2 separate regions of the Mus musculus genome follow, and region 2 is linked to region 1. Evidence: chromatin contacts called from public targeted proximity ligation data. All regions are on one chromosome and are shown on one strand. The core of a region is the stretch at or near the end of the contact, and the rest is flanking DNA. Distances in the headings are between cores, read along the strand shown.

What was found.
Region 2: a contact with region 1 is called in a targeted proximity ligation map of pancreatic cancer cells. A contact is called at or near these places in 7 of 39 promoter capture datasets (the C10 cell line, the HPC-7 cell line, cranial neural crest and 4 more), 4 of 484 Hi-C or Micro-C datasets (bone marrow-derived macrophages and embryonic stem cells), 8 of 130 datasets of targeted methods (bone marrow-derived macrophages, embryonic stem cells, extraembryonic endoderm stem cells and 3 more) and 3 of 9 other capture datasets (adipose tissue, liver and pancreatic islet).

The regions. Positions count from the first base shown.
Region 1 is chr19:10,235,748-10,242,126 of GRCm38.p6, reverse strand. It overlaps Myrf (myelin regulatory factor), which reads left to right and starts at 1,379. Exons shown (of 26, transcript NM_001033481.1): 1 at 1,379-1,568. The coding sequence starts at 1,523.
Region 2 is chr19:10,054,742-10,060,776 of GRCm38.p6, reverse strand. Fads3 (fatty acid desaturase 3) reads right to left here. Exons shown (of 12, transcript NM_021890.3): 7 at 5,594-5,670; 8 at 5,083-5,180; 9 at 4,690-4,786; 10 at 4,481-4,560; 11 at 4,227-4,352; 12 at 1,106-2,892. The coding sequence ends at 2,841. Among named protein-coding and RNA genes, the nearest start is that of Gm29917, 9.8 kb to the right of the region's middle.

The DNA of each region.
Region 1 (6,379 bases), core at 130-2,629:
TAGCCATTTGGGAGCAAGCATCACAAATGAACTAACATGTGCCATGGCCCTGTGGCAGATGTGGGCCTGGCATGTTCGGGTGATGGCAGAAGGTCTTGGTAGCAATGGTTAAGTGAGCCACGCAGAAAGCAGTTGAAGCTGAGGTCATTGTTACAAGTGGAGAGAGATGAGCCAGGTTTCTGAGAAACCAGGGCAAGAGGTTTAGATGTCAGAGTGCAAGGAGAAACCACTGGTTTTACCAAAGGCATGGTGGTATGATCTGACTTCTGCTTCATAAAGAATTAGTTGGGAGGACTGTAGAGGAATCATTAGGAGAGATGCTGTGTAATGGGGGCAAGATGGAGGTGAGAGTCCAAACAGGAGACACGATGGTTTCATCCCTATGTGATTTCAGATTAAACATCAGGTAGGGCAGCAGGGAGTAAGAGTATAACTCTTAGTGGTGGTGGCACACGCCTTTAATCCCAGCACTTGGGAGGCAGAGGCAGACAGATCTCTGAGTTTAAGGCCAGCCTGGTCTACAGAGTGAGTTCCAGGACAGCCATGGCTACCCAGAAAAACCTGTCTTGAGGAAAAATAAAGAATGGCTCTCATTAAACTCTGAACCCTATTGACCTTGAACTGTACTGCCTAATACTACCAAGGTCACACATAACTAATTATGCTCAAAATAATTAAAATAAAACAAAGCTGAAAAGTCAGGAGCTCAATCCCCAGAGCCATATTTCAGATGCTCAGCTGCCACTGTGGCTAATGACAACACCTAGAGTATTTCCACCATTCTAGAAAGTTCTATGTAGAAGCACTTCTCTAGAGGGCACTCATTAATCCTTAGCTTCCTCATCTGTAAATGCAAATTGTAATAGTTCCAGACAGGTGGCAAATGCCTTTATTCTCAACACTAGGGAAGCGGAAGAAGGCGGATCTCTCTGAGTTTAAGGCCAGACCTACATAGATTCGGTGTGCGTTGGGCCTTGGGGGGTGGGGGTGGGGAGTGGGGAAGTGGGTGTGTACCTCCCTAACAAAGACCTGCCGGAATTAACAGAGTTTAACACCTATAGAGTACTTAGCACAGAGTATCCCTTTGTTACCTGGGATAGGGTGAATACGAAAAGGAATAGGAGCTATCTCTGAGATCTGGTACTGAAAACCCTCAGATTCATAATCTGGAACCCTACCTATACCAGAAAAGAGTGAAAAGCGACTAATCCACAGACTTTAAGGCAAGGCAGTACCCAGGACACCACCGCCGCGTCGAGCGCCCCCTGCAGACGACGCGGCACCCTGCTACCCGAGGTTGCGGCTCTGGGCGTACCGCCAGAGGGCGCTGAGGGCGGCGGGCGGGGCGCGGGGCAGGCGGAGGCCGGGCTAGGGCTGCGGGGAGCGAGCGTGAGGAGAGCCTGGCCGGACTGTACCGGGAGCCCAGCCGGGACTGTCGCGCGGGCCGCGCCGGCGATGCCGCGCCCCCGGGCCAGGCTGTAGCGGGGCTGCGGCCGGAGCGCACGCGGCGGGCAGGCGGGCCATGGAGGTGGTGGACGAGACCGAAGCGCTGCAGCGCTTCTTCGAAGGTGAGAGACCGCGGGGTTGGCTGGGCGATCAACCTCCTGCTCTGGGATAGGCCAACCAGTCTCCCTGAGGACAGGAGACCCATGGGGTTTCCACCATGCACCCAGAAAGGACCTCCAGAAAGCCTCCTTTTTGGCAGGGACTCTACTTCAGACTGGCAACAGCGAGGTGAATGGCTTCGAGATAGGGAGTCTCTAGATGTCTGCCCAAGCCCGTTGGACTTGGGTTTCCCCGAATCGGCCTCCAACACTCAACTTCCTTGGGGATGGGTTCCTTCTGTGCTCGGCTCTCCTCGAAGCCTTTCGGGTCCTGCGGTCCCTGAATGGTGATACTCCAACCCTCAGCACACTTCTCTAGTCTGAGGACGCTGTACTCCACCCATACCAGCCTCTTTCTTACTCCATCTAGCCTGGGACTTCCCTTTTCCCTTAAGGCTGGGACCCCAGAGCCTAGCCTACCTTCTAGGAGCAGGGACCTCCTGACTGTGCTTCCTGGAGGCTGAGACATCCTTGGAGGCTGTCACCTGTCTTGGGCAATGCTGCTTCCTCCACTAAGGCTGAAATAAATGCTCCTCTAAGCAGCTACTACTTCCTTGCCTGGGGCAGGACCTTCTCTTTAGTGTGATTTCCTAGAGATGGAACTCCCTTGAAGCTGGCTGACATCTCTGTCACCAGCAACCTCTGCCCTAGGAGACCTCCAATGCTGTAAATGGCACCCCACCAGCCCCTATGAGGCGCCTCAGGGTTGGGTCCCTCACACCTGACCCAGGAGCTGACCTGGTCCCCCCCTCACCTTGACCTGAACTTCTCCAGTAGGATCTATGTACGCTCCATTATATATGTTTTCCTCACCTCCCCCACCTCCCAACCCCCACATTGATTTTAGAGTCTGGTCCTGGTCTAAATACTGCCTCAGCTTTTCCTGAACAGACCCTGCCCCTCCCCCCATGAAAGCTGGGTTCAGGAGGGAAGGGGCTGGTGTAGGAGGGGGAGGGGAAGTGCAGGCTGACATCTCCCAGCCTGCTGGGTTTCTCAGACCCTTATTGGAGACCGAGGCACTTGAACACCTTTTGTATCTATCCCCACTATGTTGAGAAACTATTCCCTGCCTCACCCTCTTCCTAGTCCCTCAGCTAACATCTTGCCCCTAAGTACTGGTCGAGGCTTCCATGAGCAGAACCTGTTGCCCTCAACATACCAGGCTGGGACTGTGAGTTGCAGGATGGAAAATCAAGACCCAAGTTTAAAGCCCAGTGCCCAGTTCCTGAGAGATTTCCCCACGCAAGAAGAGGACTTTATTCGTTTCTCTTTCCATGACGTGGGGAACCACAGAATACTTTTGTCCATCCACTCCTACATCTGAGCAGCCCAGGAGAAGACAGCTCCAGTCTCAGGTTAACTTAACTCTAGGATGTTGAACACCCAGGCAGAACAAGTCTTGAGGCTGCAAAATGCTAGGCTTGGACTAAATTCAGTGATCAAGTCTGAGGCAGCTATACCATTTGAGGGTGCAAGACACCACCCCTCAGTCCAGGAGCTCTCTGGGAGCTTCCCAACTTTGGGCAATAGGCTAAGAGTGCACAGGGACTTTGTGAGTAAAGATTCTAGAAGAAGAAAGAAGTCAGTGGTCCTTGTTGGGTACAAGTACTGATTGGGGGTGCCTAGTGTATTCTTGGTGCCCCTAGTGACCCATGAACCAGGACTCTTTGGTTTATGTAGGTATCCCTCCCCCACCCCACCCCCACCTGGGCTCTGGGCACAGGGGTGGGCCTAATTGGCCTGGACTCCTCACTTCTGAGCCAAACTTTCCCTCTTGGCCTGAGGTGGGGGGGTGGTGGTGGTGGATGGAAGGCTGACGCCACAGCTTAGCCATGCAGCTGCCTGGCAGGGAGGCTGGGCTGCTCCCTCCAGAGAGATAAGAGGAGACTCAAGAATGTCTGTGGGGAGCAGGCGGGGTGTGGGGCCTGCTCAGGAGGGCCGGGATTCAGCAGTCTTCCAGAACCTGGGAATAGGGGCAGGGTGGGTGGACACCTGGTTCAAGTCCTTAAGGCAGTCTGAGAGGGGAAGGCCTTGGCAGGGAATCCATTGGGTGGTGAAATGGAAGTTCTCACTGGAAGGGAGAAAGCATAGAGCAGTGGTGTGCTCATAAACATGAGTGCGCCCCTACTAGGAGGTGTGAAACCTTGTTTTGTGGATGTTTTGAGTCATTCCTCAGCCTCAGGTAGTAGTGTATGCTCTCACACTCAAATGGCCACCCTCAAGTCCTCATCCAGATTCCCACATGGCCTCAGCCATTCCCTCTAGGCAGTGGGTAGAAATCTCCGTGGTTTGGGTTCTGGGCTGGGAGACAGACTGGCCCTTGCTGAAGGAGCAATCTAAAGAAGAGTCTCTTCTGTCATGGCTCCCACTAGCTCTGCACACAGAGGCATGTCCTGCCCTGCTCTGGGTAGATAGTGAGACTGGGGGCTAAGGCGCTTTGGGCCTTTGGTGGGAGGCTGGGACAGAGCGTCCCCCTCGAGGCTGGTACAGCTGGGTCCCCGTGACTTCCCAGTTAATCCCCTGGAGATAGGCACCAGCCGTCCAGAGTAGAAGGCACAAGGCCTGTAGAGAGAGGACCCTTCAGACAGGATGCATTGGCTCCCAGCAGGTAACTGGGTCTAGGGGATGCTATATTGCTCTTCTGCTGATTGAGGGAGGGGGGCCTTGACCTCTTAGAGCCAAGTCATTTTCACAGGACTTGACCAAGACCCCAAAGGCTGATTCATGCAGGGACACTGAGAGCTGTGTGGTCCTAAGCAGAGCCTCTCTGAGACTTCTTTTTTTTTTCTCTCACCTGGCACATAGAACTCAGTGGCAGAGGTCTCCATTGGTGCCCCCAGCTCTGATGATCCTTCTGTCCCAATCCTGGGAAGGGGGCTATTTTAGATACAAACAGAGGATTCTGGGTGGAGGCTGTGCTGATGGTGATGCTAGCAGTTCATGTCCTCTAGCCAGTGTTCCCCAAAGCAGTTTTATGTAGGGTGTATTGGCAGTTTGGATATCGAAGGGATTTTGTCGAAGGGAGTTTTGAATAGCCCGAGAGGGCTTGGGGGCTGACATGGGCCTTGGAAGCCTCCAGGACTGGAGGAGGAGGAGGCCTGAGTTTCACTCTTTTTGAATCCAAGGGTGAGCTTGGACTGATACCTTCCCGTTTTCCTGGTAGGGTAAGTTAGTAGGACCTGCTGTTGCTTCTTCCACTCCTCCTCCTCCTCTTCCTCTTCCCCTTCCTCCTCCTCTTCCTCCTCTTCCTCTTTCTCCTCCTTCTCTTCCTTCTCCTCTTCTTCCTCCTCTCCCTCCTTCTCCTCCTTCTCTTCCTTCTCCTCTTCTTCCTCCTCTTCCTCCTCCTCCTCCTCCTCTTGCTTCTAGACTGGCTTTCTCTGTTTATCCTTGCATGTTCTGGAACTCATTATGTAGACCAGGCTATCCTCAAACTCACAGAGATCCTCCTGTCTCTGTCTCCTAAGAGCTGGTGGGATTAATGGCATCCACCACCACCACTGCCCAGTTTAGAGTAGGAACTTCTAATTGGACCATTTTTAGGCAACTAACAAACACCAATTCATGGTTTATGATGGAATGCACAAGGTAGACAGAGTTTTGAGTGGGAGGAGGGAGGGAGGAGGGGAATGGACCCATTTCTCAGTGGCCAAAACTGAGGCTCTCAGAGACAAGGTTAGCTGGGTAGTTGTCTAGGCTAACTTCAGTCTCCAGCTTTTTCCTCTGCCATCAAGGAGGAGCAACCACTTAGGGACAGCATCCTTCATCCCTTCCAGAGGGCAGGAATCTCAAGTGGAGGCTACCTGGTAACTCAGGAGGGGAGGACACTACCTACCATCTGTATAAGCAAGCAGTGAGATGGGGGTAGCTCTATGGCCTCTGTCATTGGTGATGTAGCCAGGAGCAGGTGGGTAAGGAGCTTTTCTTAACCCCCCAGATTCTCTTCCCTGGAGAAGAGGCAAGAGGCCTCCTGGGTCCATCTGGAACCCGCCCTCAACTCCACCAAGGACTTGGTTACCCACCCCCAGTCCCACAAGCCTCTGTCCCAGCCCCAGTAGCTATAGTGAGCCGATGGCTAGGCCCACCCTTTAGGCCCTGAGCCAGGTAGGAGGGGGGAGATGATAGAGAGTTTGACTCATCCCTGTTTCCCCACACCTATCACAGAGCTGCACAATACAGGGCAGGCAGGAAATGCTCCCTGCCAATGAAGCCCATGATTGATGGATTCATGTAAAGGAGCCTGGGGAGGGGGGGGGCGGTCATGGAAAGCCACTCTCTGGGAGAGAGGTCGGGATCATATTAGGGATCAGGAAGGATAGTAACCAGTCCCTTGGCCTTAGGCCTTTCCTAAGTTTGGGGATACCCGACTGAATAGAGTATTCCTTGAGGACCCAAGAAGGCTATTTGGGGACAGACCACTCTGGGTAGAATGGCATCTCCCTGGGAGATCTGCTCAGACAACTCTCAAAGGGTTACAGCTCTGGGGGTTTGGGGGTTGGCAGCAGAGGCTACTGGGTAACCACCAAGCTAGGCTGTTGATTGGCTGTTGCCCTCGGACTTTGCCCTCCCTGATAAGAACAAAGCAGAAATCATTAACTGGATTATTAACTGAGGTGGCCCCGCCCTGAGTGGGCAAACCTGCCTTCCCTTCCTCCTACTCATGAACTAGGCCTCAGGCATTCCACTGTACCTCAGTTTCCCTCAGTCGGGCTGGCTGTTCTCCCGTTTCAAAGTCTCTAGCCATTATCACTGGGTGTCGGTGGCCCACTGCTCAGGAG
Region 2 (6,035 bases), core at 1,842-4,341, 180 kb after region 1:
ACATAAAATTGCCCAGTGTCTCAGGACTTCACAGTGGCTCCACTGCCTCCTGCCAGAATCAAGCCTTTTTCTTTTTTTCTTTCTTTTTTTTGGGGGTGGGGGGGTGGGGGTGGGGTGGGGACTTGGAAGGCACTTAATTGGGTTTTGCTTCAAACCATTTGGTTCAAGAGCTAATAATGCCTAAAGGGAGCTAGTAACAGGAAACAGGGCTTGGAAAGTACTGGTGTCTTTAAGAACACAGTATGTTTTAAGGACAAAGTATGTTTACACATCGTTCTTTCGCAAGGCCTTTATCTCCCCACCGCCAGCCGCACCCACAAAGGCAGAGGCTGGTTCGTGGGAGCTGGCCACTGGAGTCTCTTAGCTATTGGTTGACCGAAAGGACAAACAAGCCGTGACTTCCCTCTGGAACCTTTCTTTCTGGATTCAGGACTGTTGGACAGAAAATAGAAAGGGAGACAGTGGGGTCTTTCAAAGGTACTACCATGGCCTTTTCCTGTCCTCTTGATAAGTGTGGTCTGTGATCTCTACAGGAAGACGGACTCAGGTGAGTGGAGGTGACCCACTGCCAGGAGCTATAGCATAGATGACAGGGGAAGGTGGGACAAAAATGACCTATCAGTAATGGGCTCTGGGTAGAAGGAAGAGACCTAAAGGCAGGGGTCTCTGCAGGGTATTTTATTGGATAACTCTGGATTTGGAGGGAAAGAGCACATTCCCCATGGCTACCACTAGGGGCAGCATGAAACACAGTCCAAGCTGCAGTCAGTCATGTGGATACCCGTGGATGGTGCTGCAGGCTGGGTGATTTCCTCTGAGCAAGACACATCTCTAAGCACGTCAGAGACACCAACAGAAATCTGACTTTGCCAGAGTGGAGACCAAGTGCTTTCAGACAGTATGCTGAGGGAATGCCATATCTATGTGGGACTAGGATCATCAAAGTTTGGATAGGAAAGGGGACTTCTGCAGGGAACGGAAGTACAGAAAGATGGTGTGATACACTCTGGGTATAAGAAATTTGCTTTTGAGGCAAGAAGTAGTGGTGTGTGTGTGTTAGAGCTTGACTCGGCGAACACATGCTAGAAGACTTCCTACTGAGTTACATCCCCAGACCCTTAAAATATTTATTATCATCTCAAACAGGATTTTAATAAGTCGCCTTGGCTGCCTTTGAACTTGTGATCCTTCTGTTAAGTACCTTGGACTACAAGTATATATAACAGGGCTTAGAAGTAGCTTTCAAGGGATCTTCAGCCCTTACCTGAGGAAGAAAATAAAGTCCAGAGAAAGCAAAGGGCTTGTCTCAGAGAACAAAACAGTTTAGCCCAGAGGCATGGGGTCATACGCATAAAGCTTTTAAATACATTTCTGCCTTTTGGCGCAAGCCTTTCTAGGGCATCCTTTTTATTTCTCATCGCGTTGAAAGCGACACTTTGGATTTACTTTGGATTTAAGAGCTTGAATTCCTTCCTTGAGGTCAAGCAGCCTTAAGTCCTAGCAGACACGTGACTTAGCCCCATCCACCTAATCCCAGGGAAGGGAGAGCTGAATGGAACAGAGCAAGGGAGGTACCCAGACGCGATGGGACCTCTCCTTCCCTCGCTTTATCCAGGAGGCTTCACTGGTACTCCCCTAGGCAAGGAGGCCACAGGGAGTGGAGAGAGGGTGGGGTAGTCCCCACAGCTGGTGATGAGGCCTCAGCTCCTACAGGAGATGCCCAGTTTAGCATTTCTGCTGGGATTGCTACAGCCTAAAGCTTCTGAGACCTCTTTAAAGATCTGTAGCCCAGCTTGGAGCCATGGGGTGTCGGTGCTGGGGCTGACAGAGTCCACTGTCCCCTCTCCTCTCTCACCAAACTTGGGTTTAGGACAGTAGTAGAGTACTTGCCTAGCATGCCTACAGCACTGAGTTGGATGTAAAGCACTAGGGAAGGGGTGCCTTCCCAGATTGCAGTGCTTAGCTTGAAGGGAGCATCCTTAACACTTTGGGGAGAGAATCAAGATAAAGCAAAACTTCTGCCTTGAGCTGTTCAAAGGTTGATAGTGCAGTCAACTGTCAACTGTACCCATTGTCCAGATGAAGATCCTGAGGCCAAGTGAGAGGTTAGTTCCTGCTCAAGAAATAGTCCTTATATTTAAAGGACTTAGGGACAGAATGGCCACACTTGAGTCACTGCATATTCAGCACAACTGTTATGCAATACCCAGTGTAGCAGAGCTCCCACTACTGGGCTCTCCTGCATAGAGGGCTGTAGAAAGCCAGTATAGATATATAGGCTTTCCCATCCCATAATCCAGAGGCTCCTGCAGATGTGATCCTTAACCATAGGCTCTTGAGTACATAACTCCCCCCGGGATGCTGCTCAGTGTAGGAACAAACCATGGGGTAGAGTAGCTGTTGCCTCCATGACCCAGAGCACCCAGGGTGGAGAGGAACTCCTTACATTCCATCCCAGCTCCACAATGATGGCCCTTCCACCAAGTCTGAAGCAGATTTGGCTCCAAAATTCATGAAAGTCCAACACTTGGCTCCATGTGTCTGGGTTGCTTTTTATATAAAAATAACAAGTTTTCCTTCCAGTTCTTGCTCTAGGAAAACATGCTATGCTCACCGTGTCATTTTAAGTATGTTCCCTCCACCCTGGTCCTGTTGGACATGTGCCATGGCCATAGGATTGCTGACCAGAAAATGCTGAGGACTGAGGAAAGCCAGCAGGACCAGGCGGGCAGACAGGCTGCCCCAGCAGGGGGTGAGGATGACTGTCAATCTTGCCCAGTGACTCGGTGACTGCTGGAGTCTGGACCCTTACCCCTTCACCACCCATAAGGGTGCTGCCTTCATTGATGGAGGTATGCATCCAGCCAGATGTCGCCAGACTTCTTCAGGGACCTGAGAGGTGGGGATGGGGATCAGAGACTCAACTGGGAGGTATTAGTATCCCCCTGTGTCCCATAAGGAGTGTTAGAGTGAAGACATTCTTGTGAGTCCCCCGCCCCGCGCGCCCCCCTCCCTGCTCGGGACAGGCAGCTGTGTGAGGCCAGGTACTCATTAACCAGAGTGGAATCTGGACTGCAACAAGGAGGTGAGTGGCAGGTGGCCAAGTCCAGTTGTGAGCCTCAGTGGGCCTGGCCATCGTTCACCCTGTTGCCTCTCCCTGTTGGACTCTGCAACCCAAAAATGTGGGACACAGAAGCTGCTCCATCAGGATGCCAAAGACAAGTACTGAGGCCAGGAAAAGAACACTATATAGGTGTCTGCAGGTCGAGTATCCAACCTCTGTTCCCACTTCCAAGGCTACTTCTGGGAACTGAGCCCGGACAAGTACAGGCACTTTAGCTTTACCATTTCTGCTTTCACCCTTGCTCAGAATGCATGTCCATTTAGGGCATCTTTGCCACATTTGAAAGCCAGGTGGTCTCTCCTCCACTTAGTGGCCCTCCCACAAATCAGCACACTCCTGTCCCAGGGCCTCTATCTGGAATACTCTTCAGCTAGGTGCCCTCTACCCAGTGGCCAGTTGTCTCCCTGCTTCTCGCCTCTGCTTACACATCACCTTTGCCATACTTTACACCTGCTATGCCATAAACAATACCACACTCTACCTGCCCTCTGCATCCCCTCTCCTGCCTCCAGACTAGGTTTTCATTCTCATTGTGTTATTAAAAAGGTTCTCACGCTCTGTCATGTGCTCCTTGGCTAACCACTAACATTCCTTCTCGTCCCACTCAATGTGTGTTTATGTGTGTTTGTCTCTCACTCAACCTAAAGCTCACTGGCCAGTAAGTCCCAGGAATCCCTATTTCTGCCTTCCGGTCCTGGGATGACAGTACTGGCACATGCCACCATTCCTGGATTTTTACATGGGTGCTGGGGATTCGAACTCAGGTCCTCATCAATTACAAGGAAAGCACTTTACCCACTGACCCCTCTCCCCAGCCCTACAGTGCTTGCTTTCTGTTTCAACTAGAACATAGGCTCCAGCTCCCAGGACACAGGAACATCTCAGACTGTCTGACTCACTGCCATATTTGTAAAACTGCATGAGTAAGTCCTCCATGCTGTGGGGAAAGGAGAGCACTGGCTAATCAGGAAAGCTCTAGGAAGTCAGTTCTTAGGAAGGGCCCCCTCTGAGGGCAGGCGTACAGAAGATCAGTACAGGAGTAAGCATGGAGCCTTCGAAGAGACTAGTACATGCAGCCTGAGGGGCCCAGGTACAGCCTTACCCGATGATATCCACCAGAGCGGTGAGGAAAGGCTTCACCTCGTAGTGTAGGCCGTGCTTGGCGCAGAACGCCTTGACCAGGGGGGCCACCCTCCGGTAGTTGTGCCTTGGCATCGTGGGGAAGAGGCTGGAAAGGCAGGCAGATCTGAGTAGGGAGCTGAACCATGCCTCACCTCATCTTCCAGGGATCCCTCAGAGGGGAGTCCTGAGCCCTGGCTTTGGTCTCACCCAGCAAGCCCTCCAGGCCACACTCACTGGTGCTCAATCTGGAAATTGAGGTGCCCGCTGAACCAGTCAATGAAGAGCGAAGGTTCCACATTGCAGGTGGCTGCCAGCTGCAGGGTCAGGAGAGGTGCAAGGGAGAGACGCTGGCTTAGAACCTTGACCCCACCACCTGGCAGCCTCAGCAGGGCCTGGTCCCTCCCCGGCTAGCATATCCTCCCACCAGGCTCTCCAGTTCCTACCTGAGAGCTTGCCCAGTCCCGATGCTTTTCATGGCCAATCTCCTTGGGGATGTGGTTCATCTGCGTGATCCACACGAACCAGTGGCTCTCCAGCACCCTGTGAGGAAGGCTTCAGTACTACAGCGTCCTTAGTTAGGCTAAGCCCATGCCAACCTTTCTCAAGAGGGTCACCCACAGAGCCGCGGCCAAGCCGAGCTTGTTTCCTCAGACCTGCCAGCCCCAGGGTCTGGCCGCTCTGCTAGTGTTTGATTATGTACAGCAGGCACCTGAAGAGGTGGTGCTGCCACCCATCCTGCAGAGGGACAACAGACTGAACAAGGAGGGCTGTGGTCGAGGTCCCCTGCCACCTGTGTGAGACCTCCCAACTCCCCGTCACTCTGAGTCTGGGCATACCTGACAGCAACAAAGAGGAGCAGTGTCCCAGTGGCACCATAGAAGGGAGAGTAGGACAAGAAAAAGCGGGAGTAGAAACTGGCAGCCCACAGCAAGTCCTGCGAGGAGGATAGAGGCAGTGTTGAGTAGCCTCCATGGGCTGGGGACCTGGGAGGCAGGAGGAAGGGCTGGGCTCATTCAACTCATTTGCTTCAGGGTTCTGCCCCTCAATGGGCTTCTGCTACTATGGCTGAGTAAAAGAACAGGGGTCCACACCTTATCACCAGGTAGGACTGACCGTGGCAGTGACCTTGAAGGGTGCATTAGGGTAGCCTGTGCCTGGGACACAGATGCTTGTCAGTCAATCCAGTGATTCTACCCAGGGGGGGCCAGGAGGGCTCTTCCACAGTGCATACAAATCACATCAATGCACACACATACACTCATTCACCCTCAGGGATGGAGAGTGCTCTCGCCTGAAGCACTCTCCCAGAAAGCTACATGCCTGGGGTCCTGAGCAGTACCTACTCACCGTCCACTGCATGCACACCAGCATGTACGCCAGATTTTCAACTTCAAAGTTCACCAAGGTGAGCAGCGGAGGGCCAACTGCAAGAAGGGAACACAAGGGCATGGGGGAACAGGGATGGGTTACCCAAGTGGTGTGGGTGGAGAAGAGGAGGAACACCCATAGGTTATAAGTGCTCACCTCACACTGAGCTGAGCTCACAGCTCCCACAAGGCCCTATTCATATTCAGTCCCTTGCTGCCTGGCTCTTGGCCATCTCCCACCTCCCTTGTCCCTTGTGTAGGTAAGGAACCAGCCTTACACATTCCTGCCCTTGAGCCTACCCTGTCCCTGTTTGCAGAGGCAATTACAAAATACTCTAGGACTCCGGACAACCCTGACTTGAGGGCAGAGGGACTCTAGGGAGGGTGGGAAAGAGGACAACCAGAGCAGCAGGTGGCTGAGA